Linked DNA regions of Mus musculus: all the other regions are linked to region 2. A link is a contact called in public Hi-C, HiChIP or PLAC-seq and promoter capture Hi-C data. All regions are on one chromosome and are shown on one strand. Each heading gives the region's core, a stretch centred on a gene start, on an enhancer-like site or on the middle of the called end of the contact. The rest is flanking DNA. Distances are from core to core; before and after follow the strand shown. Region 1 overlaps Slc30a7 (solute carrier family 30 (zinc transporter), member 7). Region 2 holds the start of Mfsd14a (major facilitator superfamily domain containing 14A). Region 3 has its middle 33 kb from the start of Gm40124. Region 4 holds the start of Vcam1 (vascular cell adhesion molecule 1). Region 5 overlaps Slc30a7 (solute carrier family 30 (zinc transporter), member 7).

Region 1 (4,402 bases), core at 1,040-3,539, 690 kb before region 2:
TTATGAGTGAGACTGAGCTAAGTCATTTGTAAGCTGAGGAGATAGGTCACTATCTATAGGGCAAGCCTGAGACCTGAGTTCAATTCCCAGGTCTTGCACAATAAAAGGCAGATGTGGTGGTGCATACCTGCAATTCCAAGGCCAAGGAGGCAGAGACAGGTACATTTCTGGAACTTGCTGGACAGTTGGTTTAGCCTATCCAGACACGTGTCCAAGAAAAAATAGGGTTGCCAACTACCCTTGCACATACATGTATACATGCATCCAAACTCACATGAGCATTATACACATGAATATGTGTATAGATATATCATTTGTAGCGTATCTTTTCTGTGAACTAAATAAACTTATATTTCTGCCTTTTTTTTCCATTGTGTTAGTCTTTTACAATTTTTTCTGGCATTCTGGAGATTAAACCCAGGGCCTCATATTTACGAAGCAAGTACTCTACCACTGAGCTACATGGCTTCTAGTTTAACTTTTACTCTTAGAGGCTGTCTCTATACCAGTCATTTTTATTCAAGTTGATTATGCCTTTTGAACTTCCTTTTATGCTTTTTCCTAGGCCAAATTCTTATTTATTAATTTCATTACATATAATCTATTTATTCTGAGTGCATGTGTGTGGTTGCACAGGTGTCACAAAGTGTGCACGGTGGTCACAGGACAACTTATATGGGTTGGTTTTCTTCTTTCACCATGGAGGTCCCAGGATGGAATTCAGGTCCTCAGGCTTGGTGGCAAGCCCCTTTACCAGCTGAGCCATCTTGTCCTCCATCCCCCATATGGCTCACCTCACCCACCATTTCCTTCTAAGTCTGAGCCACAGCCATCACTAGTACTCTCATGCAGCTAAGTCACTCAGTCATGGCTTCTTCTAGTGCTAACGTGCTTTTGCATTTGACTTTTCTGGCTCAAAGCCATTGGCAGTTTCTCCAGGTCTAGAACATAAGGTACATTTCCAAGTGTATCTTTTTCCACATGGCAATGCCATTATTGAAAGGCATCTTTTACCCCTGATCTATGATGCTGCATGTGCACAAAAAATGCATCTGCTCCAGGACTCACTGGTCTGAACCGCAAGTCATTTTGCTTTCCAGGCACATCACTTTTAGTTATAAAGACACATGTTAGGCTTGTTTTCCCTTACCTACCTTACAATCAATATTTACTAACTCTTCTCCAGAGATGGATGGAAGGAAGGAAGGAAGGAAGGAAGGAAGGAAGGAAAGAAGGAAGGAAGGAAGGAAAGAAGGAAGGAAGGAACGAACGAACCAAGGGCCATTGCATTTGTCCAAATGTCTCTTTGGCATCTCTGGCAATGATCTCATGGTTTTCTCTCTCCATTGTTTAATATGACAAATAATATGCATAAACTCTGTAATACTGAATTACCTTTGCTTTCTTAGAATGAACACAAATTGTACATGATTTCCAGAAGACTTTTTGAAAATAGCACTGAATGTTCTAAATTATAACAAATCTGGAATTGAATAAATATCAGATAATTCTGAACTCCTGTAGCTTGAAAATCATTTTACAGACTACAGATCTGAGGCCTCCAGGGATGGATTTGCCCATCATTTCTGGTGGTTTTGACAAACACTGGTGCCATTCTGTTGATTTATTTTAAGGAACCAGAATCGCACCACTGTGTAACAAGAAAACATCTGGAGACAATGCACACCCTGCACAAGGACACTCAGTGGACGACAGAAAGCAGCACGAGACCCCGAGGAAGCGCTTGGGACCTGCGCTTTTCTGCTCTCTCACCCAGTCAGCCAGTCATCAGCCACTGGTCTGCACTGACGAACCCTAGCTCTTTTCTAAGTGTGGGGCTGGACATTTAGAAAACAGAAGAGAAAGGAAAAAATGAGTCACATACCTTAAAGTGACCCTTAGTGAGTCACTCAGATATATAATCCCCCATTCTCAAGTGTGTGGGAAACCCGTGGCTCACTTCAATGCAATGGAGTACAACTAAGGCAAAGTGAATTTAAGATGTATTTTGAGGTACAAATGAGTTGATTTTTAGTTCATCAAGGAAAAAACCCTGGCGATGCCTGACTTGATCAGAGCCAAGCCCTTAAGAGTGGGTCTAAAGTATTGGTTGAGGCCAAATACTCCTCTGCGATTCTGAAGAAGCAAGCCACCATGAGCTAACAGCTGCATGCTCAGGATTTCTGCTGACAACCACATAAGTTTGCAAGATGACCCTGAGCCTCAGAGGAGGCTGTAGCCCCAGCCAACACATTAGTTACAGCTTTGTGAGGCCTGAGCAGAGAAGGCAGCTGGGCTCTGCCCAGAATACTGATCATGGAAACTGTGAGGTAACCATCCAGCCTGGGACAATCTGTGTAGTCAGCCATTCCCCACAGCCCCCTTCCTATTTCACGTGTAAGGCTTCAGCCACTTCACAAAGAGAGATCCCATTCATCCCAAACAAGACTGCAGAGAGCTATGCCAGGATTTCACATCTTTGGGGTAGGAAAAAGGGAAAATATGAAATAGTGGCATCTTATAAGCCTTTAAATAAAAGCAACGAAAGTAAGGTACAGTTTTATGCTTTCTTTTTTTTTTTTTAAGATGTATTTATTTATGTGAGTACACTGTTGCTGTCTTCAGATAGACCAGAAGGGGGGGTGGATCCCATTACAGATGGTTGTGAGCCACCATGTGGTTGCTGGGAACTGAACTCAGGTCCATCTGTAAGAGTAGGCTTCCTTTATAATGACTCATGGATGAACAGTGGTCAGAAACAAGGAACTCTACAGTAGGGTTGTCTGGATTTGGATATATGGATATACATTTATATTTCATTAATGACCTCTCCTCCTTTATCTGACAGATCCTGACAAAAAATGCATGGCTCTTGAGGGAAGAGTGAGACTTCTGTTAAAGTAACAGTAAAACTCTACTTCTTGCAATGTTACTTACACACAGAGCTTTTGCAAGCTTCTATTGTAAAGACTCGACTCTCTCATCTCTGCAGGTCAGAGATGGCTGCCCTCATTTAAACTGTAATGTCAGAGTTGTTGTTATTTAGTAATCTTTGCCCTCTGGTTCTGAAAACTCACTCTACTTCTTAAAGCAATCTACAGTGTGTCAATTCTTATTTTCCATTATTAGCCTTGGCTCATAGCATGCTGGAAGTATATCCTGTGTCAACAATCCGTAAAAAGGCATTTAATCACATAATCATGAAACTTAAAAAGCAACAACAACAACAACAAGATCCACATTCATGGATGAGAGCAGAACCATAATTCGAGCCATCCAAGCCTCAGTCTGGGTCTCCAGAACCCAAAACACTACTGTGAACCAAGTCCACGGTGTCAGGCTGAGGGCGGGAGTCCTGCTGTGCTGACGGGCCTATCTACTGACTCCTGCTACATCCAGCACCACTGTTTTAGAAAATGGGGATGATAAATTCAGAGGTGTAAGTAGTTAGGAACAGGGGGGCTTCAGAAGTCTGGGCTTCCGAGACTCCTCAGGGCCGACAGGAAACAGGACGAAGGGGACCATAGATTAGGATACTGTGATTAAAGGCGCATGAAGGCAACCAAGTGCTTTTCCCATAAATAAAGAGCTAAAGTTTTATGCACAGGAACTATGATGGAAAACAACCACAGCCTGAAAACCAGGCAAGAGGCCGATAACAGCATTTTGATCCTAAGCGATTTATTCTGGAAGCATCAATAAGGTACTCATAGGTTTAAAAACTTTCTGAAATGTCTACTTAAAAAAATCAGCAGATCAACACTTACCTTGTTATGTGAGTCAACTTTCCATACTATTACAAATACACCGAGCTACCAAACTATAAAGAGAAATGGTTTCTCTGGCTCAGTTGTCACAGGCAGTCATTATTTTCAGGCCCATGGCAGGGCACTTCATGACAGACTAGGAATGACAGTGCAGATTCACTTCATAGAGCCAACAAGCAAACACAAGAGAAGGGGCCAGAGTCTCACTACTTCCTTCGGGGACATACCCCAGTGACCTGAGGACCTTCACCAGGCTGTACCTGGTTCCACCATCTCCCAATTGTGCTCCAATCAAGACCAAGCCTTTACTACACGGGCCTTTCTCCGGGTGACACTTCAGGTCCAGGGCACTTTTTTTTTTCATGTTGTGTATGTGTGTGTGCATGGGTGTGTAGGTATGCAGCTCTATCCATGTGACACCTGACTTTAGGACAGAAGAAACAATACGATGTGTCTGTTGCTGAAAGGGAAACGGATTACTGAGACGCTCACATGGGAAGACCGCACCGCACCGCACAGCACTCGTCTCTTCAGTCTGAATCAGTTTACATCCGTGGCCCAGTACTTCCCTCAGCAGAGAACAAGCCCTTAAAGAGGAGGCAAAGTGACTGACTCCGAACCTACAAACTGCTTGT
Region 2 (3,960 bases), core at 334-2,833:
AAAAAAAAAAAAAGGTCTGCTCCTTAATTATCTTGCTTCTTGTCTTTTGCAAAGATTGGTCTTAAATAGCACCTGGTTTTTGAAAATATGCTTCGTTATAAGTTTCTCTCTCTAAACCTGACAACGATATTCTTTCCTCCCAGTATAGCTCCTACTAACTTGGTCAAGACAGCTAATGAGAATTCATCAAAGTAATACTTTGATCAGGTACAGTAAGAAAATCTGGAAAGCTCTGAACCCTCTTTTTTCACTAAAAGTCAAAGCTATGACAACTAATAAATCTGACAGTTAACTGAACATATTCCGAAATCGTTCCATATGTCCCAAGCTTTCTAAATGATGGCAGTTGGACTAGGCCATGTTCTCAAATGTCAAAAGAAAGTTGTCATTTATTTCAAACTGATTTCAGCAAATCCTCCGCGGTGGCCTACTTACATATTTAGTGCTTTGCTAGCATTGATCAAGGCTCCATTAAACTACAAACAAATGGAAAGAAACAATGTCTGCAACTTCACCACAGAGACACATCTTACTTTTCCATTCTATTTCGGAACGCGATACCAAAGGAGTCAGCAAAGATCAGAGTGTAACGCTACAAACACACAGCACAACAAAAGTGTACGTTTGTTTTCCAATGACAAATCCTATATCGACGTCTGGTAGCACACTGCACAGTGCATAAAGTTTTCTGCGAGTAACGACTGTCTAAAAGGCACATTTTTAGCCTCAGTCCGCCTGCCAGAATCTGTCTCCGATCCTCACGCCATGACCAATTCTAAAGACTTATTTTGAGGCACAAGGTGAAGATTTCTCTAACGGAGAGGGCCCCAGGGAAGGTCAGGCTTCCGACGCCGGGAGAGGGGACGAGCCCACTCCCCGACAAGGTAGCCGAACAGCTCCAAGCCGCTGCTCCGGCTCCCGGCGACCGCGATGGGACAACGCACGTACCCTGGCCCAGCGGGCCGCGGCGGCGGCCACCCGCCACAGCATACGGAGCGCAAGGCTGCCCAGCCTCCCCGCGCGCCGCGCTGGGCCTGGCGAGGCTGCGGAGGGGCCGCCGCCTCCTCCCCGAGGCCGGGCGCACGTGGGCCGAGGCCGCAGGCTCCGAGACGCAGTGCCCCGCCGGAGGTACCAGCAGCGTCCAGGGGAGCCAGGCCGCGGAGGCCGCAGGCCGAGACCGCGGCAGCGCCGGCGGCACGGAAGGGCAGGGCGCTCTCGGCCCAGCGAAGGCGGAAGCGGGGGGAAGAGCGAGCCGGGCCCGCACCCGGGCCGTCCTGCGGCGCGGAACCAGCAGCACTCACCGTGCCTCCGTCCTTAATGATGATCTTTTTGGCCAGCATGATACTGCGGTTCGCGGCCCGTTTCTTTTTCTTCCCCTGGGTCATTTTACCATCCTCGACTCCCGGCGCTGCAGCAGCCACTCAGGGGGCGGGCGGCCCCAGCGGCGAGTGCGGTCCCGCCACTACTGCCGGGCCGAGCCGCTCAGGGCGCACGCCGCCATCTTGAGGGCCCGGCCTGCCTCGGGCGGCGCGTCACATCGTGCGATCGGCTGAGTCGCTCGCCACGCCCCCGTGACGCAGCCACGCCCCCGCAGTGCGGGCACGCCCCTCCAACCCTGCAATAGCGGAGGACTGGGAGGTGCCGCGGGAGCGGGTGGAGCCAGGTGCTTTGGCTGCCTAGCTTTTGCCCTCTAAGGCGCTGAGCGATGGCTATTTTAACAGTTTTTCCTTCACAGATGAACTCAAGTTCCGAAAAGTTTTTACCTACTCAAATCTGACAAATAGTTTCTCAGATGCTCAGGCGTCCCAGGCTAATAGCATCCGCATCAAATGCATCCCCACCAAAACAGAATTGAAGGGGACAACGGGAAAGTTTTCCAGGAATGGTCAGTAGCAGGTAGAGGAGTTTTAGCTGTTGATCTGATGCCCAGCTAGGTCATGCTGGCTTACATACCCCCACGTACCAGTACATTCTCTCCCAGTGTAAACTAGATGCCATACTTTATAGGCTTTTAAAAATTGGTTTGACTAGAAGACTGGTAGAAAGAGCAGACAGGTGGAATATGAAATGTGATATTAACAGTACTGACATTTACTTTGAGGCAGCACATTATGTAGACCAGGCTGGCCTCAAACTGAGAGATCTCCCTGACTACCTCCCATATTGTGATCAAAGTCATGTGCCACCATGTCTAGCAAAGTCTTCATTTTGGTAACTGTTGGAAAACTTTCCTTTAAATATACCTTCAGTGCTAGGTATGAACGAGCACAACACATGCTTTCCCCCATCAAACTGTTCGATAAAGGGGAACTGGAAACAAACCAAACTGTGGCAACAGCGATCCTGGATGTGGTGGCTCTAAGTAAGATAAATGTTCCCAAACTCAGTGATATTCCTCCCTGGGAGAAGTGGAAGGGGCTCCCTCCCTCTCCTGGCTTGTGGCCTGGTTAGTGATGGATGACCTTGTTTTAACAGGGCAAAGCAGAAATGACAGCACTGACTTTAGAGGAGAGGTCATAAAAGGTACTGTATGTTTTTGCTAGGCTCTTCATTTACTCCAGTCAGGGGTTGCCGATTGTTATGCCATAATACCAGAGGAACTATGGAGAGGTGCTGCCGTTGAGCTGAAATCTCCTTCAAAGCTTTGTGGATTATCTTGGAACGAGATCCTCTATGCCTGGTCAAGCCTTGAGCTGACTGCAAACTTTATGAGACCTTCAGCTATGAATACCCAGCTTAGCCACATTACTGGGATGGGGCTGTAGCTGGTTCTTTTGGAGTGCTTTTCCTGTAAGCATAGGGCTGCGGATTCTATCACCAACAATCAGTGAACCCAGCATAGAAGTGGATGCCTAGATCCTGGCATGAAGGAGAATCAGGAATTCAAGGACAAATCTGAGAGCAGCCTGGGTGTGGGTGGATTCTTCAGGCCACTGAACATCAGGCTATTTATTACATGGCCTAAGTAACTATTAGACAAGGTAAAGGAGAAAGCAGGGGGCACACATGTGAGGGTTACTGTAGCTTTTCTGTAAATTTCAAAATAAAATGTTAAAAATAAACCTGGTTGGATGTTCTGTTTCTTCTACTTGCATGCTGACAAGAAATGGAAAATAAGCCAGTTTTCATGGATGGGGAAAGAAAAGCATCTTGGGTGGTAAGGATTTTCATCATACTTACTTTAAAAATAAAATTCTCATATAGAAACTTCCTTGAAGTCCAACTTCAAGCTGTTGAGAGTGGGAGAAACTTCATAACTAAATCCCGAGATCATATTTTGCATGGGTGTAGAGGATTAAGAAGGTTGTTCTAAGGTAGGCGTGGTGGTGCATATCTTCGGTCCTGGCATTTGTGTTGTAGAGACAGTGTGACCAGGAGTTCAAGGCCAGCCTCTACAGCAAATTCAAGGTTAGCCCCAGGCTACATGAAAACCAGACTGAGCTGGGCGTGGTGGCGCACGCCTTTAATCCCAGCACTTGGGAGTCAGAGGCAGGCGGATTTCTGAGTTCGAGGCCAGCCTGGACTACAGAGTGAGGTCCAGGACAGCCAGGGCTATACAGAGAAACCCTGTCCCGAAAAACCAAAAACAAAATAAAATGAAAGACTGGAAAAAAATACTATGTGGTTACTCCAACTTTTTATGACCTCCAAAAATCATACTTCAGCTATATCAAAGTTACTTTTAAAATATGATTGGTTATTGTCAGTTATTCAAGCTATTTGAATACCTACAATAGTGCTCACCGGTTCTTTTTAAGACTAGGATTTAAAAAATAGTGTGTATGCTCCCATTAAATAGAAATAACATACCCAAAAAGATCTGACAGGGTAGAACAAGGATGTCAGTGTTCAAATCCTTGAGTGTCAGTGAATTTACTTAGGCACATGGACAATTAGGTGAGAGCCAAAGCATGAAAATAGTTTAAACAAGTTAGCAAATGAGCCCCAAAGCAAAGTAGG
Region 3 (3,838 bases), core at 215-2,714, 990 kb before region 2:
AAGCGATTGTGAATGGGGCTACTAACCCAATCAACAATCAAACTGCCCCTACTCCTGGGTGAGCCAGCACTGATTGAAGAGATGAATATTCAATATGTGCAAAATTTTCAGGTTCCTCTTATCAGATAACAATCAAGAATTGTAAGAGACATAAACAGGCCAATAAATCACAAATTCAATGGTAGCCTTGCTGAAGCCATCTCACTGAGGACTCATTTAAAAACTGTCAAATAAGGAGAGGCCAAGAGCTTCCTAGGTGACAATTTTAACAACTAGTCACCAAGGAAGAACAACGGAGAAGGGAGTTTGTAGGAGAAAAGCTACTTAGCTTGAGATGGAAATAATTATTTTCTCTCTCCCCACCAGGTAGCTGCCATCACTTAATTGTGTGTGTGTGATTGAGGGGGAGGGTGGAGTGTCATGGGGACACGAGTATCTTTATCTAGTGATATCATCTCTTCCTTTTGTGACAGTTTGTGGACAATATAAGAGTTTAAATTCAGCATTAAATGTAGCAAAAATGTAGCCCCTTTATGACCAAAGCTAGCCAGAGACTTTGGTCTAAATCATAGCAATATGGGTGCTCTGAGGGACCAAGCAAGACACCTCATCCTCAGGACTGGCACAGTTCCCCCTCTAGGTGGGCAGCTTAACATCTAGGCTAGTAGAGAAGGGCTAAGGTCAATGCCCATTCACTTCCCCTATGGCAGGCTTTAGAGGGCACCACCCTTCTGTCACCAGAATGCCGCTCTTCTTCCTAAGTATACCCAGCCTTCCTTTGGACATTAGTTTACACAGTCTTGGAGGATGATCCATTCCAAATGCTCAAATTCTACTATAAAAATATCCTCTATATGCCTCCAATTTTGTTTTTTCCAGTGTTTACTAACTGTAACAATATCGGGGAGACACTGAATACATCTTTTCACTCGGTCTGTAACGGTCTGACAATAAGCTGGGTGCCAAGATCAAAAGAGGAACAGTGATAAGGGTAAATGTCCTCCCTAGCAACAAAGAGAACAGACATAGCAAAGCTATTCCAGGAAGAGGGGCCAGCATTCATCGTATGCAGATGATACATACAAAAGACCACGAATTAGTTCAACGAGGTCGCAGGCTGGAAACCTAGGAGTTGGCTGGCAGACCTGCAGCTGGATAATTCGGTACTTTTCCAGGAAGTTTACTCTGGCTGACTCCTGCAGCAGCTACAGCGTCTGCCCACTCCCTTCGAATAATCAGAAAGCCATTAGAGCTCCCGATGGATGTCCTTCCTGCCCCTTAGTTTCCCATTTCCAGTGTCTTCTCGCAGGCGACATATTTTAAACCCTAATTTGCATTTGTTTTTCCATCTTTCTTCAGCATCTACCTGACAAGCTGGACCACATCAGCGTTCTCTGCCAGTAACCGCTCTCAAGGGTGGAGTTTCCTGTGACCCAGGAAAAAGAGTAAACACAGCCTTGTCAGCTCAACTTTACAGTGAAGCCATTGTGTGCTACGTCAGGAGTGTGGTTAATCTGTCTGAGGACAGCATCGCATACCTGTCTTTGCCAAGCATGTCCCGTTAACTGAACGGACACAAACCTTGACTCTCCCAGAGGTGCCTTTCACGTGGAGCTGTGGTAGTCAGTTTTCATCACTGTGTCAAAAATACCCGAGAAAAATATTTTGACAGAAAAGTTTTATTTTAGCTCACAGTCAAGGCACACGGTCACTTATTCTGTTACTTTTGGACCTGGACCACTGTGAGGTGAGTCAGAACTCTATGGTGGAACTGATAAAGTTAAAATCATCATAATTCAATTACCCTTCAAAAATCCCAGCAGCCGGCAACAAGCCAACTTAACACCTGAGCTTTGGGGCAGGGGGAATTTTTCCTAGTCAAACCTCAGCAGGCACTGAGTAAGGAAGGAGGCTGGTTAAGTCAGACACTATTAAAACTGCTACAGGGCAGGTAAGATCACTCCATGGGTGAGAGTACTTGCTTGGCAAGTCTGGGGAATTGAGTTTCATTTCTGGGACACACATGGAGAAATAAAGAATGTTTATCCTGACTCCCACAAGAAGGGTATGATACAACACACACACACACACACACACACACACACACACACACACACACACACCAAAAAATAAATTGTAGAAAGAAGTGAGAAGGACTGGGTGAAAGGCCATGGAAAACAAGAGAGAAATAGAAAGAGGCCTGTGGCTGTGGATGGGCATCCTAAGGATGGACACAACAAGCTTTGCTTAAACTTCTGGCCCCAGCCAGAGTTTAAGCTGACTGGGACAGTGATAAGCTGTGACGGAAGGACTGTCATGTCACAGGCTGGTTGACGATCGTTGAGGAAGCTGGGGAATGATAAAGACAAGGATGATCATGGCTGCAGCTCAGAAAGGTTGAGGGTTTTCAATGCATTCTTAGCTGACGTTACAGCACCAACCTTTCTTTTACAGATGAAGGCCAAGTTAAGATGGTTCACAGCCTCCCAAGATCAAAGTCAAGTGGAACCATGACCATTGTGAGTGAGTCCAAACTCAACTCTGTCGTCCAAATTCAGAATTACCTTTCATTTACTGGTTATTTGTTTGCTCATTTGATATACGTCTGAGTCTCTGCTACTAAAGTACTGTAATTACTTTTTGGTCTTTTGGATAAGGCCCAAAATCCAGAGGCACACAAGATGCTGAAGATACAGAAGACTTCAAGTCTGAAAATGTCTAATGAGACTCCCTTTGAGCCTCTACATCATAGAACACAACATTATGTGACAGGAGATCAACAAAGGTAAGGATGGGCTGTGGTACATGCTATGGGTTATGCCAGAGATGAGTAGAACACCTACTTGTGTGGTCAGGGGAAGGCCTTGGGGAAAGGGATGGGAGATCTGAAGTATGTTACAGAGTCAGTCATCTGGCAACTGCCAGACCGGTAAGAAATAACCAAAGCAAAGCAAGGTCGAGTGTTTAGGAGGAGCCAAGTCATGAAGGGTCTTCAAAGCCATCAGAGGATTTTGATGAGACTTAGGATTGTCTTAGTGCAATGATAAACCCTTAGAGGATGATAAGCAATGGAGGGATGATGGTTTTACTTTTTTATTAAGAGGAAGGAGGTTAGTTCAGGGCATAGACTCTGGAGCCAGAAGGCCTGGGTTTAAATCTTGGTTTGCTATTCATGAGCAGGATAGCCACAGGCAACTTCTTTTATGATTCTTTTTATCTTTCAAGTGCAGAATCTAGACTAGAAAAGGGTGGTGCATGTGCGTAATCCCAGCACTAGGAAAGGTCAGTAGGATGATGACAGACACCCTGAGCTGCACAGGAAAAGCCTATCTCAGAACAACACCGAGCTCATCAAATGCAGAATCTAATAACAGGTCCCTCAGGGCCTGTTAGGCAAGTCAAATTTGTTATCATTTGAATACAGTTAGAATAACATTTAGCTTATAAAATACATAAGTAGGTGGGTTAATGAATAAGCAAATAGATGCTTTCACACATACAGCCATCCAACTACATTTCTGCATCAACTCAGAAGTGTTATATCGAAGGCATCCTTTTCTTTCCGTGCAGTATGTGTGATTTCTTCTTCCCCTTGGCTCACATTAGCAACTGTTCTACAGTGCAGAAATGACTCATCAAGAACTTGATGTTTCTTAACACATAAAGCTAAACAGGCAAGCCTTGAACTACTGCTGCCTCCATCTCCCAAGTGAAGTACTAGGATGACAAGTGACTTTGTTTTGATCTTGGTTGTTGTTTGTTGACTTGTTTGTTTGTTTGTTTGTTTGTTTGTTGAAAGACTCTCACATAGCCCAGAACAGCCTTGAACTTACGTTGC
Region 4 (4,026 bases), core at 1,413-3,912, 530 kb before region 2:
CACACGCCTGCCCTGCCCACTCCACACATGTACACAAGGTTTAATCCTTCTTATTACATCTGTCCTGATGGGAGCTCATTGGTGTCCCAGCTCCACAGAATATTACAATCAAACATGGAATGGAGACTGAACTGTTAAAATCAACAAGAAACAAGCATTCTTGCAGGGGGTTGTGGGGCGAGAGCAGAGAATATAATTGAATCCAGAAAGCTCCTCACTTCTCTTTTTTAACTCTCCAACTGAATAGAACGTGTGAGCACAGGGTGAAGGAGCTAGAAATGCTTTATTATCTAAAAACATAGTATTTTAAATTTCCCCTCTGATTATTTATGTCCATCACACTCTTCAGGAAATGTGCCTAGAATCCACACAGTTTAATGACAGGTAATATAAGAACTCGCTACTCTTTCCTGGTATTTATATAACAGGACCTTCCAAGGAGCTCAGAAGGCTGCCTAGACATAAACTATGCATGCAGAGCCAGCATAATTGAAAGCAGCCGTCCAGGCTCAGCTGCTTGGGAAGCCCAGCTTCAGGAGGGGCTTGCTGAAATTTCAATTAAGGTTCATTGGCAAAGTTGGGCTGGAGCACAGTAGGAAGGTACCAAGGTGATTAAAAGATGAATCAAACAAGATGCTCATGAAGAAATGCCTTATGGGAGTCTCATTTCTTTCTTTCTTTCTTTCTTTCTTTCTTTCTTTCTTTCTTTCTTTCTCTCTCTCTCTCTCTCTCTCTCTCTCTCTCTCTCTCTCTCTCTCTCTCTCTCTCTCTCTCTCTCTCTCTCTCTCTCTCTTTCTTCTTTTTGGAAAGCAACACCATCAGTAACCAAAGAAAAATGATTCCTATAGGGCCCATTTCCCCCCACCTCTCCTTGGTAGTTTCATTTGCCGATTTGAGGATGATAGTAGGATGCATTTTGGGTAGGCTAGGGTAATATGGGTACCTGCACATATGCCTGAGACAGATCTAACTTATTAAACAAAAACTCTCTGAGATATAAAAGCAAAGCTCTCTGGCAGCAACAACAAAACCTCCCAAATTTATCTGCATCAAATGACTGAAATGTTAATAGATGTTTTAATTATGTCTATGCAGAAGGTTTGCATACTCTCAGAGTTCCCGAGCCTACAAGCAGATCCCAGAAAGAAGGAACTCATCAATCCTTTGGATACATTAATACATGAACGTGTAGAAATACCCCCAAATGGAAGATTAGAGGGGAAAAAACTAACTAATAGAACCAGGGGGAGGTTCACACTGCGCTAAGAACTGGAGCCAAGAAGGTGTGAGTCTCTTTTACATGGGCACCATTTTTTTGGCAAACAAGGACACAGGGGTTAAAATTTAGTTTCCTGTTCTTAACTAGCTTCTTCTTTCTCTGGCTTTATTGAAATTGTGCATTTGCTAGCTAAAAATCTAGATACTCTTTAAAAGTCTCTGTTTAATATATCGTTAATTTTTTTTCAAACAAAATCAAGAGAAAGCAAAAGCTCCTTCCTTCACTTACAGTAGATGTCCACGTGGATACTTCGTTCCAGCTTCCCAGAGCCACATGTTGCTGTGCACAGGTAAGAGTGTTCATTCTCAAAACTGACAGGCTCCATGGTCAGAACGGACTTGGACCCCTCCGTCCTCACCTTCGCGTTTAGTGGGCTGTCTATCTGGGTTCTCCATGAGAACAATGGTGACTCGCAGCCCGTAGTGCTGCAAGTGAGGGCCATGGAGTCACCGATTTGAGCAATCGTTTTGTATTCAGGGGAGATCTCGATTTTAAAAGCTTGAGCTGAAAAGAGAGAGAGAGAGAGAGAGAGAGAGAGAGAGAGAGAGAGAGAGAGAGAGAACAAGTTTACCATGGTCTGCCCCATACTGTGTCCTTTTTCTCTTGCGCAGCAATACAGTGTCCAAAGCACAGCTGGGATGATCTACTTTTTAAACTGTCTCAGACTAATAGCACAAGACAGACCCAAAGCCCTGAAGTTGCTCTTGAGGAAGGTGCTGGAATCGTCACCGCGAAGAAGAATGCTCAGTTCTGACTTTGAAGCCCATTGCACAAAGTTTTTTTTTTTTTTTTTTTTTTTTTTTTTGTCACTTTCTAAGCTTGATTTCATTGTCGAATACAGGAAACTAAAGAGATAGACCCACTACCGATATAATCCAAATTACTCATTTGACAGTGGAAAGAAAATCCGTCCCCAGCTCTGTCAGAATACTGGCTCTTATAGCAAAGCTCTGTAGTACACCAGAAGCTGTAGATGTGTGAAATAGGTCAGGAACTTACAGACTGCAAACAGTATCCAAAGTACCGTTGAGGCTCCCAAGACCGCGACCATCTTCACAGGCATTTCAAGTCTCTGCTTCAAAGCCTTCTTTGTGCCCCACGTGAAAAGTGTCTGGGAAAAGTGTTCAGCCTCCAAAGCCAGCCGGGCTGGTGTGAGTGAAATAGAAAGTCTGCTCTTTATAAAGGGTCTTGCTAGAGAGGCGGAGGGAAATCCCTTCAAGGGGAAACCCAGAGCCAGGGAAAAAGTTTAACTGACAGCCAGCCAAGTCCCCACGTTAACCCCTTCAGCTGCTTTCTGGGCTGAAGTCATTCTGAGTCCTGGGAAACACGACACTTCCAAGTATATAAATCTCTGGCTTTTCCTGACCTTCAGCTCCGAAAGGGCTATCTCTCCTGAAAAGATGATTGCAAAATGAAACTGCCAACAGTGTGTGTGTGTGTGTGTGTGTGTGTGTGTGTGTGTGTGTGACAGCAAAGACAGAGATCACTCAGTAAATAACCACTGACTTTTCTTCATTAAGAAATGCATTTGCAATTTAAAAAATAAAAATTGTTCTCTTTCAACAAAAAAAGGAAAATATCCTTTATTTGTTTTTATTGACCCATTATCATGAGTCACTCTTTTAGAATGTGAGTCAGTAGTTCTTATTTTTATACTCTTTTATTCATAAGTGAATTTTTGACAAAAAAAAAACCTCCCTGAAATAACTTTCTGAAGTAGTAAATGAAAGGACGTTGATGCAGAATGAAGGGAATTATCTTTTCTTTTGTTTGACAATGCCCCAGCCCTTTGACCCATTGCTGGATGACAGGAAGTCTTTTGCAGACTTGAACGCTAAAAAATGGGATCTGTCTGCTAAATTTTTGTGGTGGATTTCTTTGGCTGCATTATTTAGCCACAAGTCCAATTGAATATGTAAACAGATTAGCTTTAGGAGATGAATTGACAACCATTTTTTTATTATTATTTTCTACTCCCAGTGAAATGACTTTTTGAAAGACTCAATTAAGTGTCTTAAATGCCTCTGTAGGTCTTACACATGCATAGCCCATGTCCTTGCAAAATGCTTGCCCATCAGAAAGAAACCGGAATAGCCACTTCCTTGTATTATACACATGTGGGTTTACCTCCCACATGGCATTATCAGTTCCCTGCATGGCCAGGACTAGTTCTTATTCATAGTTGTTTCTATTCCATATATATATATATATATATATATATATATATATATATATATATATATATAATGGTTTTATATATAACGACTATAAAACCTGCAGCATCTTCTAGATGTTTAAAATCTAGAAGAGAAACGTTCAAAATACTGAATGTAGTTCATAAGTGCCACGTGAGAGAAAAAAATAATTCCACAAGAAAGGTATAGTTCCCAGACATCTGGGCACATGTAAAATTAACAGTATCATGTCATTGGACAAAGGCTATCAGTGAGACCCACAGTCGCCAACTGCTCCAACCTGGCAGGAGAGACTTCTGAATTCCCTCTTGAGAATACATGTGGCTCCCACTGAGAGGCAAGTATAAAAGGGAAGTTGAGGGATATATTTTAGGGCTATGACGACATATCCAGGGATCGATGACATTAGCTGCCATGTCATCTAGAGGACCTCAACAATGTCATGTCATAAAAGGAGAGTATAGACTACCCCCTACTGATTCTCACCTTCTCCATAGATCAAAGGCATGTAAGAAAATGTTAATCCATGTCTTTGACACTTAAAAATAAATA
Region 5 (3,964 bases), core at 887-3,386, 680 kb before region 2:
CAAGACACGGAAGCAACCTACGAGTGCCTGATGGATGAACGAGGCCGCTCTCTCTTAAAGAAGGGCAGCTTAGGACACCATGGGTAAATTTGGAAGGCGTGTGAAATGATACAACAGAATAAAGACCAGACACCACTCACATGAGGAAGCTAACAGAGTCAAGCACATATAAACAGAGAGGAGGTTGGCACTCTGCAGGTGCTGGAGGTTGGAGAAGTAACTGTCACAGGACATGGTTCAGTTACACTATGCATGAGGCCTAGAGAGCTGTACAACACTGGAGCGATCACAGCTAACACGACTACACTTCAGGGTGTCAGGAGGGTAGGTTGTACGCTGTGCTCTAATCTAAATGAATGAACACATAATAAAGAGGTGGGAGGAAACATCTGTCAGGCAAATTAATCCTTGAGAACAGGCATAATCAATGAATGTGTAGAACATTTTCTTTTTTTCTTTTTTTTTTTTTTTGTTTTGTTTTGTTTTGTTTTGTTTTGAAGACAGGGTTTCTCTGTATATCCCTGGCTGTCCTGGAACTCACTCTGTAGACCAGGCTGGCCTCGAACTCAGAAATCCGACTGCCTCTGCCTCCCGAGCGCTGGGATTAAAGGCGTGCGCCACCACCGCCCAGCTAGAGCATTTTCTTTCCCAATCATGTTTTAATAAGGAATTTGGAACTTGGAAGATTGCAAAATTGGGCCAATCTTCAAGGCTCTTCTTGTTGTTTGTAAATGCAAAGCTTTAATATTATGTCAATATGCCCAGTAAACATCTAAGGGAATAATTTATTTAAGGTGTGGTCAGATTATGTTACCTAAGCAGTTATATTAACCTATACTAGGAAAGTGTGAATAAATGATCTAAAATAAAATATGTTGATAAAGACTTTATAACTTAGTATCTACTACTCTTACAGAAAAATTTCTGAAGGACTATGTAAATATTAAGCCAAAAGCATAAACAGTTATAATAAAAATTGAAAAATCTCTGTTTTCATAATGTATACTACAAAAGGCCTTGTCAGACTTTTAAAATAATTATAATTCTCATTTGCTAAGCTTCAACGTTTCTCTTTCACACAATCAAAATCCTAGCATGTTCTTATTATACTCACTGAAGAAAGAAAAGAAAAAAGTAAATCCATTGTCTTACTTTCATGTTACAGTACGAAAAAAGAAACTCACCCTGGAAACCAGCTAGACAGTCTCAGTAGAGGCTGAGTGTGTGTCCTTTCAGCAGAGCACTCTAGCTAGGAAAGCTACCCCGTACACCTTGTAGGAGCCAAGCCCTCTGCAAGGGCTCCAGCGGCACTTACCGTGGGAATGCAGGTGCCCATGGCCATGAGCGTGGTCATGGTCATGGCTGTGTGCAGCTCCGTGCTTGGCTTCGTGACTATGGCAATGATCTTCGTGGCCATGGCTGTGATCTAGAGCACCATTAAAGAGGGAATGACTGTGGCCATGGCCTAGAAAAAAGAATATTTGAACAGAAGATATGTAAAAATACATAGCTGATTACAATAATACTAGATAGAAGAATCGTGTCTCCAGTCTCAATGCAGCCAACACTTGCTTCTAATAAGTACTACCAATGCACTCAAACAATCCCGAGTTCCTACCATGGCGTGTGGGAATAAACTCTGAAAGCCAGAAAAGGCAAATCCAGCAGGATCTACAGGAGATCTGCATCCCTGATGGCCTTCCAGTAGGCCCCAAAGAGCTCAGCCAATCACCCCTCTACTAAGTCACACAGATACTGAAAAAAACGAACAATAAAGCAACCATGTCAGCATTCTGGCAATTGGCCAGAGCCACAGAACGCAGGAAGGCCGTCATCTGAAGCAGCTACTAGGCTTTGTTAAGGGAACACAGTCTTCCCCACAGCCCAGGAGCCAAACACCCCAAAGCTACCAAGCTGCAGAAACTGGAGAGATCAGGTTGCTTTCAGTGCATTGCTGAAGCACCAGCTTCTGGTTAGCCAGTACTTTGCTCAGCAGTGCAGTTCACTGGCACAGTCTCCTGAACTGAGAGCTCCACTGAGCTCCAGGCACCAAGGCAGCAGTGAGACATCCCAGCAGTGAAGAAGCTGCCACCGTGAGTTCTAGGAACTTCAGGGAAACCTCAGAGAGACGGAGTCCATGGGGAAGTCTGAAAAGCAGAAGCACACCCCTAAGAACCTAAAAGGCTGTGCACAGGCTGTGTGCACGCCTAAGAGAGACCTGAAAAACAAGAAACTGCCATCCGTCTTCCACTGACCTAGCAAGCAGGAAATCAAAGTTAGGGCGGCCTCATAAACTAGGAGGTAGAGTCGGAAGATGTACCTCCTCACAAAGATCCCTTTGCCAAAAGAGGGAGATTTCCAAGCAAGTCACTTAAGGAACTTGACTAAACTCTGAGTGACTACTATGTATGCCCACTAGTAAGACAGGATAAAAACAAAATTAGAATGCTTAAGTAAAAACTATGAGACAATTCAACAGCCACATGCTACAAGAAGCACGATTTGTCAACTGGTCTAGGAACAACTGAAAAGAGAAGTAACAAGGACGAAATACCAGAACCAACTAACTTTAAAGGGGTGATACAATCTGATTCCAGAGTTCTTAAAATAGGTGATCTAAAGTGTCCACCTCTCATCCAGGAACTGGCAGCTAACTGCAGATACTTCTGAAAAGGCCCAGAGATGCACTTAATAGGCACTTTTTGACTAGCTCTTATAAACACATTTAATAAGCAAAAAGAAACTGGGTCTAAAGACTCACTATAGTTAACTCACGAACAGTAACAACATAGATATCATAAGACCAAATGTAATAGACTACAATTAAGCACTCAGCGGTCCGAGGCAGCCGTCAAAAGTCTAGCATGGGCTATAAAGCAAGGTCTTGTCACAAAACCACAAAAATATATATGGAAGGGGTACAGAGAGGGGAAGGGGGAAAAATTAACTACCAACGATTCTGGAATTAGAGCAAAATAAAGTAGGCATTCCTAGGACTTAGTAAGAGTTCTGAGCTGTAGAACATAAGGCCAGTGTGCAGACAAGTAAATAGAGATCACTCTCAAAAGTGGAAGGCAAAGGAAATGAAGAAAATGATTCAGAGTCTCCAGAAAACAATAAAGAGACAAGAGAAACAAGAGCCAGTGGCTAAAAATTACCACAGTTTAATCACTATTATAGTCAAGAAATCCATCAAAGTCCAAATAGAATGTGAAGTCATATCAGATATCACAGTTGATGAAAGCCAAACATGAGACAATCTTGAAGGTCAGCTTTTCTTGCTTCATAGCTAACATCCAACCGCAGTTCAGATACTAACAGAAATTCCAGATTCACAGAGCAGCTCTCAGGGAGACCAGACCAAGGTGGGTCCTTTCCTTGTTCCTATTGCAGTTAATACCACTGTGTTGCACTGAGAGAAGACCCAGGTGGATCTTCTAGAGGTCAGCAAAAGCCCAAAAACCGAGGATCTCACCATGCATCCCAGGTTGGCCCAGAACTAACAATCCTCCTGCCTCAGCCTCCCACTCCCTGGAATTATAGGTAGGGACTCTTACTGTTTAGACATGATGTCAAGTTGACTCAGGGTCTTAGCTGAACTTCCACATCACACACAAGCATGTGCACACATATGCAGGAGGAGGAGGAGGAGGAGGAGGAGGAAGAGCAAGCAAGCAAGGGGAACAGCCAAGCTGATATGCAAATAGAATTTTGGATGTTCCTCCACATGCCAAATAACACCTTTGTCAACATATGTGCCATAACATGCATACACGCACACACACACACAGATACAAATTAAATAAATAATTTTAAAATGAAACAAACAGAAGAAATCCTAGAGGCCAAAAGGTAGTGGTGGGGTTCAGAAATCAAAAATTCTATAATTTACAGAACTCTCTTTAAAATACAGGAGAAGTTGAGGCAATCCAGATAAACAAAAGCCTGCTCACTCAAAACAGTA

What was found. A called contact is a pair of places that touch in the nucleus more often than the background predicts. HiChIP or PLAC-seq counts read pairs in DNA pulled down with a chosen protein or histone mark. Capture Hi-C pulls out chosen DNA fragments and counts their contacts.
Region 1: a contact with region 2 is called in a Hi-C map of muscle stem cells, with 2.3 times the contacts expected there. The contact joins the enhancer-like site here to the promoter of Mfsd14a in region 2. A contact is called at or near these places in 1 of 484 Hi-C or Micro-C datasets (muscle stem cells), 2 of 115 datasets of contacts at active chromatin or transcription factors (bone marrow-derived macrophages and memory CD8 T cells) and 2 of 9 other capture datasets (adipose tissue and liver).
Region 3: an H3K27ac HiChIP or PLAC-seq map of regulatory T cells shows a contact between it and region 2, with 10 times the contacts expected there. The contact joins the enhancer-like site here to the promoter of Mfsd14a in region 2. A contact is called at or near these places in 1 of 39 promoter capture datasets (cranial neural crest) and 7 of 115 datasets of contacts at active chromatin or transcription factors (bone marrow-derived dendritic cells, embryonic basal ganglia, large pre-B cells and 4 more).
Region 4: a contact with region 2 is called in a promoter capture Hi-C map of liver. The contact joins the promoter of Vcam1 here to the promoter of Mfsd14a in region 2. A contact is called at or near these places in 1 of 39 promoter capture datasets (frontonasal cranial neural crest) and 2 of 9 other capture datasets (adipose tissue and liver).
Region 5: an H3K4me3 HiChIP or PLAC-seq map of bone marrow-derived macrophages shows a contact between it and region 2, with 4 times the contacts expected there. The contact joins the enhancer-like site here to the promoter of Mfsd14a in region 2. A contact is called at or near these places in 2 of 39 promoter capture datasets (cranial neural crest and neural stem cells), 7 of 115 datasets of contacts at active chromatin or transcription factors (the 230-238 cell line, bone marrow-derived macrophages, embryonic fibroblasts and 4 more) and 3 of 9 other capture datasets (adipose tissue, liver and pancreatic islet).

Annotation. Positions count from the first base shown.
Region 1 is chr3:115,967,067-115,971,468 of GRCm38.p6, forward strand. The region is part of intron 8 of Slc30a7 (solute carrier family 30 (zinc transporter), member 7); the gene reads right to left. Among named protein-coding and RNA genes, the nearest start is that of Mir669n, 11 kb to the right of the region's middle. Within about 2 kb of position 2,290, at least 70 of the 459 cell types and tissues checked have an H3K27ac peak or open chromatin away from gene starts, as enhancers often do. A contact at or near this core is called in muscle stem cells, where this site is marked.
Region 2 is chr3:116,661,094-116,665,053 of GRCm38.p6, forward strand. It overlaps Mfsd14a (major facilitator superfamily domain containing 14A), which reads right to left and starts at 1,584. Exons shown (of 12, transcript NM_008246.2): 1 at 1,302-1,584. The coding sequence starts at 1,385.
Region 3 is chr3:115,672,482-115,676,319 of GRCm38.p6, forward strand. No RefSeq gene overlaps it. Among named protein-coding and RNA genes, the nearest start is that of Gm40124, 33 kb to the left of the region's middle. Within about 2 kb of position 1,465, at least 73 of the 459 cell types and tissues checked have an H3K27ac peak or open chromatin away from gene starts, as enhancers often do. A contact at or near this core is called in regulatory T cells, regulatory T cell precursor and thymic regulatory T cells, where this site is marked.
Region 4 is chr3:116,127,026-116,131,051 of GRCm38.p6, forward strand. Vcam1 (vascular cell adhesion molecule 1) reads right to left here and starts at 2,663. Exons shown (of 9, transcript NM_011693.3): 1 at 2,279-2,663; 2 at 1,508-1,783. The coding sequence starts at 2,342.
Region 5 is chr3:115,983,510-115,987,473 of GRCm38.p6, forward strand. Slc30a7 (solute carrier family 30 (zinc transporter), member 7) reads right to left here. Exons shown (of 11, transcript NM_023214.7): 6 at 1,316-1,465. Among named protein-coding and RNA genes, the nearest start is that of Mir669n, 5.6 kb to the left of the region's middle. Within about 2 kb of position 2,137, at least 56 of the 459 cell types and tissues checked have an H3K27ac peak or open chromatin away from gene starts, as enhancers often do. A contact at or near this core is called in adipose tissue, bone marrow-derived macrophages and neural stem cells, where this site is marked.